Regions from separate parts of the Mus musculus genome. Here region 1 is linked to region 2. Evidence: chromatin contacts called from public HiChIP or PLAC-seq data. All regions are on one chromosome and are shown on one strand. The core of a region is the stretch at or near the end of the contact, and the rest is flanking DNA. Distances in the headings are between cores, read along the strand shown.

What was found. HiChIP or PLAC-seq counts read pairs in DNA pulled down with a chosen protein or histone mark.
Region 1: an HNF4G HiChIP or PLAC-seq map of pancreatic cancer cells shows a contact between it and region 2. The contact joins the promoter of Uqcrq here to the enhancer-like site in region 2. A contact is called at or near these places in 6 of 115 datasets of contacts at active chromatin or transcription factors (craniofacial prominence, embryonic forebrain, embryonic limb bud and 3 more).

Annotation. Positions count from the first base shown.
Region 1 is chr11:53,428,495-53,432,399 of GRCm38.p6, forward strand. Uqcrq (ubiquinol-cytochrome c reductase, complex III subunit VII) reads right to left here and starts at 2,337. Exons shown (of 2, transcript NM_025352.3): 1 at 2,042-2,337; 2 at 1-656. The coding sequence starts at 2,195. The coding sequence ends at 562. It also overlaps a transcript of Gdf9 not described here.
Region 2 is chr11:52,447,473-52,451,583 of GRCm38.p6, forward strand. No RefSeq gene overlaps it. Among named protein-coding and RNA genes, the nearest start is that of 9530068E07Rik, 53 kb to the left of the region's middle. Within about 2 kb of position 1,764, at least 44 of the 459 cell types and tissues checked have an H3K27ac peak or open chromatin away from gene starts, as enhancers often do. A contact at or near this core is called in pancreatic cancer cells, where this site is marked.

The DNA.
Region 1 (3,905 bases), core at 1,087-3,586, 980 kb after region 2:
AGCATGGCTTGCTTTTAAGATCACACACTGGTACCTGGCTCTACCAACTCAGTCATATGATTCTGGGCAAAGTACTTAAACTCTGATTCCTCATCAGCAAAGGGATTAGAATGCTTACTTCAAAGGCTGCCGAGTTAAAAGTTCATCTGTGTCTAGCAAGTCCACCTGACACCCTGATTACAGTGTTGTCCCTAGACCTTAAGGATGTGATGGGAGCAGAGGGTTGGGACCCTGCACTCCAGGTTCCACGCTATGCATAGCTACCACAGCCCCTGCAGGGCTTGTGCTGAGAAAGGGATTGTCATGAACTTGCATATTGCCAAAACAACGTTGTGCTGGGCATGGTGGTGATCGCCATGACATAGCAGGCAGAGGCAGGCAGATTTCTCAGGAGACGCAGGCCAGTCAGGGACACACAGTGAGACCTTGTCTCAAACTAAGCACACAAAGTCACAAAGGGAAGTCCATAAGTAGTTTATTGTCTTCAAGACTACAGTGTGGATTCCTCTCCCAGAGAAGGGTCTTTCAGAGGCAGGGGACTGTCACCCAGGTGCAGGCCGTCTACTTGTCATTTTCATACATGGCTGGATTCTTCCTTTTCGACTGCTCAAACTCCTGGTTGCCCCATGTGTAGATCAGGTAGACCACTACAAACGCTGTAGGGATCAAGAGAGGAAGCCATGAGTACAGACATTTTAAAAAGTTTCTATTTTATTATTATTGTGTGTGTGGGGGGGGGAGGGGTTTACATGCATGTCTGATCATACATATGCATGTAGCTCCCTGGGGGCAAGAAGATGTTAGGTGCCCTGGAACTGGAGTTATATAGATGGCTGTGAGCCACCATGTGGGTGCTGGGAGGAACCACACTGGGTCATTTACATGAACAGGCACCTGTACCACAACCACCAGTGCCCCAGCTCTCTGGCTTTTTTTTTTTTTTTTCCTTTTTTGATATGGCCTCCTTGAGTGGACAGACAGACCTCAAACAAGAGATCCACCCACCTCTGTCAGTCCATGTCCTCCTTTCTGACTTTCAACCAATTCTGCCTGTCCTTCTACTGTCCCTAGCTTCAACTGTTTGTTTGGTTTTGGAGAAAGGGTTTCTTTCTCTGTGTAAGCCTGGCTGTCCATGAACTCAGGGATCTGCCTGCCTCTGCCTCCTAAGCACTGGGATTAAAGGCATGCGTGCGTGCTGTGGCTCAGGGCATACCGAGGTGACTAAGGGAGTAAGAGAATGGCAAATCCCTCAGGACTTAAGTCACAGATGATTGTAAGCCACCATATGGGTGCTAGGAATGGAATCTGGATCTTCTGAAAGAGCAGGAAAGATGTTGAACCATCCCCAGCCCTAAGTTTCTGTTGCTGTATTAAGACAAGCTCACAGTATAAGGCCCTTGCTGGTCTAGAACTCCCTCAAAACTACATAGATCCACCTGCTTCTGTCTCAGGATTGCTGGGGATTAAATGTAGACACCATTATGACCAGAAACTACTTTTAATAAGAGGTTCAAAATGGTTATAGTACACAACCATTTTATAAGCAACCAAAACAAAGATATCAGCCCAGGAAGATGTGGCCTTCGCTTTCCTAGTTAACACCAAATTAAAAAAAAAAAAATCACGGAATTTACCTAACATAATCTTCACCATTTTAAAAAGTACTGTTGTGCTGGCGCATGCCTACAATTCCAGCCAACAGTCCCGAGGAGAGGGCAGTAAAATCTCAAGTTTAAGGCCAGCCTGGCTTCTACAGCAAGATCGGGCCTCAACCTCTCCATCAAATTTAAGTGCACCTTCACGGATATTCACAATGCCATGAAACCGACAGCAAAATCGGCCGCACATCTAACACAAGACACTGATTGCATCAGCCTTTCATCACAGATAGTGGCCAGCGATGACCTCAGAGGGAGCCGTTGGAGTCACCCAAGTGACCTTAGGCCAGTCATTTCGATATGATAAGAACTCCTCCACGTCTGCCCCGCGAGGGCGTCGGAAGGAGAGGTGCGCGGCTGTACCCCGCCCGCCCCGCACTCACGCGGCGCCACGCGCAGGATGCGCTCGCGAGTGCGGCGCAGCACGTTGGGGATGCCTTTGCTGAAATAGCTTGGGAAGGCGCGCTGCTCAAAGGGCGACAAGCTGTAGGAGATCACGTGCCGTATCCGCGCCAGGTTCCCAAACTCGCGGCCCATGGTGACGGCGGCCCTGGGACAGAAGATAGACGCGTGGCTCAGTCTCGCGAAAAACCTCCCACGGCCTAACACCGACCCCCAGGATCGGTCACCTCTACCTCCAGAGCTCTGAGCCGGCTTTCGCCCGTCACTTCCGGGAGGAGCGGAAGCCGAGCCTAGAGAACGTGAAGTCATTTCCGGGAACTACCATTTTCTTTCGATCTCAAGGGGGAGACTCAAAAAAAAAATTGTCAGTTGACCTGAGTGGGCGTGGCCTGACCTTCGTGTAGCCGGAAAGGACCAGTACCAAGAGGGCTGGGCGGAGCTTAGAGGCGCTTCTAGCGACACGTGGGTGGGGCTTATAGAGGTGCTTGTGGGCTTACGGTAAGTAGTGAACGCACGGGAGAGGTTGATGTTGCCAAGGGGCGGGGCTTGAAGAGGAATGGTGGCTTGGTGGGAGGGGTGCCAAGCAAGTGGGCGGGGCTTATTAGCCACCCTGGGGATCTTAGGTGGATACGTCCGTAAGGTCCCCCGTCGAGAGGTGCACGGGGCGGGGCCTATAGGTGCATGGGGCGCGGATTAGGGTGATGGGCGTGGCTTAGGAGCACCTGGGTGTTCCAAGAGGCGGTCCTTTCCGCTCAGTACCAGGCCTTTGCATAACAGCCGGCAGCTGCTCAAAAATTAAAAAGAAAAAACAAAAAGACTTGTTCTCCTCGTTCTTCTGCTGTCCCTTACTCTCCACCAGGTATATGTGGTCCTCATAACCAAAAGGGCCTTCACTGACCACAGTACAAAATTAAGGACACGGATCTAGAGCTTTGGTACACACTGCCTAGCAAGCCACTGGCAGGCTGTAGACTTGTCCAAGATGTGACATAAACGTTTCTCCCAGTTCAGCCACGAACGAGTGTGGCAGTTGTCAGACGCACATAGTGGTGATGGGAGCCAAGGAGAAAGTGGTGGGTTTGGGCTGAGTGTGTCATCAAACCCAGACCCCACTCTCTAAGGAACTGTTATGTTTTCTCTAAAGTGCATTCATTCTCCTAGCTAATATTATCCTGTGGGACTCACCGCCCTTTCTCCTCCTCTCAGTGGCTGTAAATGGGTTAACTGGCTGTAAATAATCTGGCAATCAAACTGGGGCAGTTTGGCGGTGAGCTTCAGTTTTGCAAGAGTACTTCAGCCTTATCTATCTGGTGCTGGGCAAACTGATTTTTTTTTTATCCTGTGTCATTAGTGTGTTTTGACTTTCTCCCAAGAGATAGTCTCCTTCCAAGGGGTGCTAGATAGCCTTTCATGGTGCACCTGCACATTCTCCCCCCCACCTCCACCCTGCCCCCATTTTCCTTAAACATTATCTAGCTTGATCTCACCTCCAAGGCCGGGACACAAATACTTTAATCAAGGACTAAAACACTGTCCTGATTTCTGCCATCTGGGTGGTTGGTTAAAGAATAAATACGATGTCTATTTAATTGCATTTGCTGATGTCTCAAGATTTTTCAACCAAAGTATAGTCAAGTGAATTGTAGACCAAAACAAGGGCATCAGGATATTGTACTGTCACTACATTTTAAAATATGTATTTGGTATGTAAGTGCTAGGGGTGTAGGTCAGAAGACGAGCTGTAGAAGTCTCTTCTCCCTTTTTCTCTGTGGATCACAGGGGTTGAAGTTAGGCCTTTAGGACTGGATGACTTTTGGTCGTTAGGCTTGGCGGCAAGTTGCTATC
Region 2 (4,111 bases), core at 514-3,013:
TAGAGGCTAGATGGGAACGGGCCCAGGCACAGGGGCCAACATTCCAGCACCTCCCTGATGGAGGAGCTGGGGCCAAACACTGCTTCTCATGGGCCTGACATCAACGTGTCAGGTCAGTTTAAACACATTAAAAAGAAGTTATGCTCTGGCCAGTGAGATGGCTCAGAACTGTCACTAAGCCCGATGACCTGAGTTCCATACCAGGGTCTCACATGGGCGGGGGAAGGGAGGGGGAGGGAGAACTGATTCTCACAAGCTGTTTTTTGAGTTCCACACGTGGGCACTGACAAACGCATGCATGCACACACAAACACACACAATAAATGTAAAAACTTTTTTTTTAAAGTTGTAGTCATGTTCAACAAATCTTTCCCTAGAGAAGATAATTCTTTGCCTTATGAATCATTTCCTCCTTACTAGCTGGTATTTAACAAATAGTAAATGTTGCCAGTACTAATAATATCATTATTATAATCTATATTATTTATTTTTTGAGGTAAGGTTTGTGTAGCCCAGGCTGGTCTGGAGGATGACATTAAACTTCTCAGCCTCCTTATCCTGCCTCCTCCGTTCTGAGATTGCAGGCACGTGCGACCACATCTGCTTTATGTGGCAGTGGGATGGGAGCCCAGGGCTTTGTGTGTGTTAGGCAAGAACTCTACCAACTGAGCTACACCCTAGGCCTGTATGCTATTGATTTATTAACCAGACCAAACCGCATCAAATTGAAGAACTCCTATCTATTCTACTAAGGCCTAGAGGAAGGCCCTGTGCAGTGCTCACAAGCTTGGGATCCCGGTGGGCTGCGGAGGTCAGAACTGGGCTGTGTGGTGCTTAGGGAAGGGATCTTGGGCTGACCCAAGCATCATCCATCACAAAGTTCCAAGCTCATCTTGTCCAAACTCCAGTCAAGGCTGGAGTGTCTAAGAACAAGTTGGAAAGCTTGGCCGAGCTAATCTCTGTCAGCCTTAGTTATTAATGCTTGCTCCAGTGTGGTCAGGATGGCATAGTGAAACTTCACAGTCTTGCTCTGGACTGGCATCGGGTACCCAGGGCTTCTTGTTATGGTACCATGCTGAGGTCTAATCCTTCCCTAAGTGGGTTAAGGAGCTTGTTGCAAGCCCTCTCACATGCTGAGCCATTTCCCAAGTGACACCACACGTTACATTGTCATCATCGATAAGTTATGGATACAGTGGAAAAAAAATCTTTAAAATATTTTCATCTTCTGAGAATTTCACATGGTGTATTTTCATCAGATTTGCTCCAACTTGTCCCTTAACTTAACCTTCAACTTCTTTATTTTATGCCAGGCTTCGGGCCTGTTTCCCCTCCATTGGGTTGCTGGGAGCACTGCTGGAGCACTGTGAGCCAGCTGCTCAGGGGAGGCAGAGCACAGTCCACAGTAGGGGTCCTCAGTGTTTTCCCCTGTGGGATCTGGGATAGTTTCTGTGGTTCCCAGTCTCCCGTGCACCCAGAAGCCACTGGGGTACTGCTGGCAGTTGGGAATGGGGGTCCTTGGTCTGAGCTTCCACTTGGGGAAGGGGAAGGGGAAGGGGAAGAAGGGGAAGGGGAAGGCTGAGGTGGAACAGGGGTGGAACCGGTTTGGTTTGGTTCTGAGGGAGTGCTAAGGGAACCTAGGGACTGGGAAAGAGAAGGCCTTCTCAGAGATTTAGGCGAGGCTCTTTATGACTAAGGCCTCTCCACCCCCAGGCTATCCTTGACAAAGAGTCAGTCCTTGCTTGTCCAAACTGTTTTATTTGATGACGGATGTGAATGCCTACACCTCACTCAGGCTGAGTCAGAGATTAAATACCTTTTATGGGAAGGGATGCCCAGGAAGTGAAGCTCCTTGCTTGAGTACTGGGGGCCTCTCTAGATACCTCATTAGTATGGAGAACTCCAGGTTTTTTTTAAAAAAAAAGTTTATTTATTATTATACATAAGTACACTGTAGCTGACTTCAGATGCACCAGAAGAGGACATCAGATCTCATTATGGATGGTTGTGAGACACCATGTGGTTGCTGGGATTTGAACTTAGGACCTTTGGAAGAGCAGTCAGTGCTCTTACCCTCTGTGCCATCTTGCCAGTCTGAACTCCAGGTTTTTATGCTACATGAGATTGCTATGGTCCTCTCAGTGGGGATGCCATGGTTAAGTGTTCCAGAACAGGTAGAGCTAGGCAGAGGCAGGGAGCTGGCTCCACTTCTACCATTCTTTTTTTTTTTTTTTTTTTTTTTTTTTGGGTTTTCAAGACAGGGTTTCTCTGTGTAGCCCTGGCTGTCCTGGAACTCACTTTGTAGACCAGGCTGGCCTCAAACTCAGAAATCTGCCTGCCTCTGCCTCCCAAGTGCTAGGATCAAATGCATGTGCCACCTTAATTCTGAGATTCCTGGAGTCTGAGACTGCTCAACCTTACCACTTGCCCCCATATAGATACACACACACACACAAACACACACACACACACATCTATATCTATATCTATATCTATATCTATATCTATATCTATATCTATATATCTCCCAACTACTCCAGTTTGTGGTGTCCATAGCTTCCTGGGTATGGAGCCATCTGCTAGAGCATGGCCCACCTACCAGGAGCCACACCCTTAAAGAAACTGAGTCTCCTTCCCCAAGAAGCCACAAACTGTTCGTAGCTCCTCAGCTAAGGGTGGGAGCTCGTGAGCCCCTCCCCCTTCCTACTAGAACACTATCTGGCTTGATCTTCCACAGCTTTTGTGCAGGCAGCTACAGGCACCATGAGTCCCTGTGTCATAAGCACATGCAAGTGGCTCTGTCATGTCCAGAAGACACTGTGTCACTCTGGTCCTCTTTGACCTCTGGCTCTTACAACCTCTGGCCTCCTCTCCTGCAATGGTCCCCGAGTCTCAGGGAGGGAATGCGACTGAGAGACCCCATTTGACTGAGTGGAGTGGGAGAATTCAGTGGCAGAAGACAGGGGAGGCAGGCTTGGGGGAGCATTAGTGTAGGAGATGACCGTTTGCTCCAAGGTACCCTTAAGCAAAGGCGATTCTGATGGAGAAGGAAGTAGATGGAGGTATTTCTAGAAGTTTCTTTCTGAGCTGATGGATGATCTGTGGTCCTGGCCAGCGAGGAGCTATAAACTATACATGGTGGATTTGCATTTCCAGGTTAGAACCAGAGAGAGAGAGAGAGAGAGAGAGAGAGAGAGAGAGAGAGAGAGAGAGAGATAAAGGCATGTGCCAAAAGTGTATTGGCTGCAGCCTTGGGAACTTCGTGCTTTGAAATAAGCATCAAAGAGAGGGAAATGCTCACCTGTTCTCATGACGCCTTCTGCTCTCAGCTCACCTTCCTCCAGTGTCCCTCCAAGGTGCTTAGCTGGCACTGCCCCTGTTGTCCCCATTGAATGCCCTGCCTCTCACAAGAAGCTTTCCTTGGTTAAAGCAGGCAGAGGACAACCTTTAGTCCTCTTCCTACTTCCACCCAGCAGTTCACAGCGATGACTGAAGTCTTATGGGACTCAGCTATCTGTGTGATGGACATAGGGGTAGCTGAGTCCTTGTTTCCACCCCCCTGGGGCCTGTGAAGATGTTCTCAAGCATCTGAAGCCTTGAGTCCAACTGGCTGCAGCTTGCTTTTCTGGGAAAGAGGGTCTTCAAGGTAGTCTTGCCTGACGCTTTGCAGAGCTTCTCCCCAGCTGTCCTGTGTGAAGCCAGGCTGACTGTCTGTCCAGTGAGGCCCACCAGGTATCCAGGCTCACAGACAAATCAGGCCTTGTGGTTAAGATCTCCATTTTCCCCCAAATTGCTCAGTTTTGCACACTGACACGTCTTTGAATACTGACGCCCAGTGTTCCACGCAGGAAAACTTAGAACAGCACTCTCCCAAATCACAATCCCTGTGGGAGGACTTAGAACAGCACTCTCCCAGTCATTCGTGAGAGCGGGGAGAGCCTCACCATGTCTCATTATCCTCTGCCTTCATTTACACAGACTTTCTGCAAAGCGCTTTATAGTCATTTCATTAGTCATTCGTTTGTTTAATTGCATAAGCTTCAGTTTGGTTAGAAAAGTCTGATTTTTACATTTCAGTTTCCATGGCCACAGGTTTTAATCCAGAGAACTT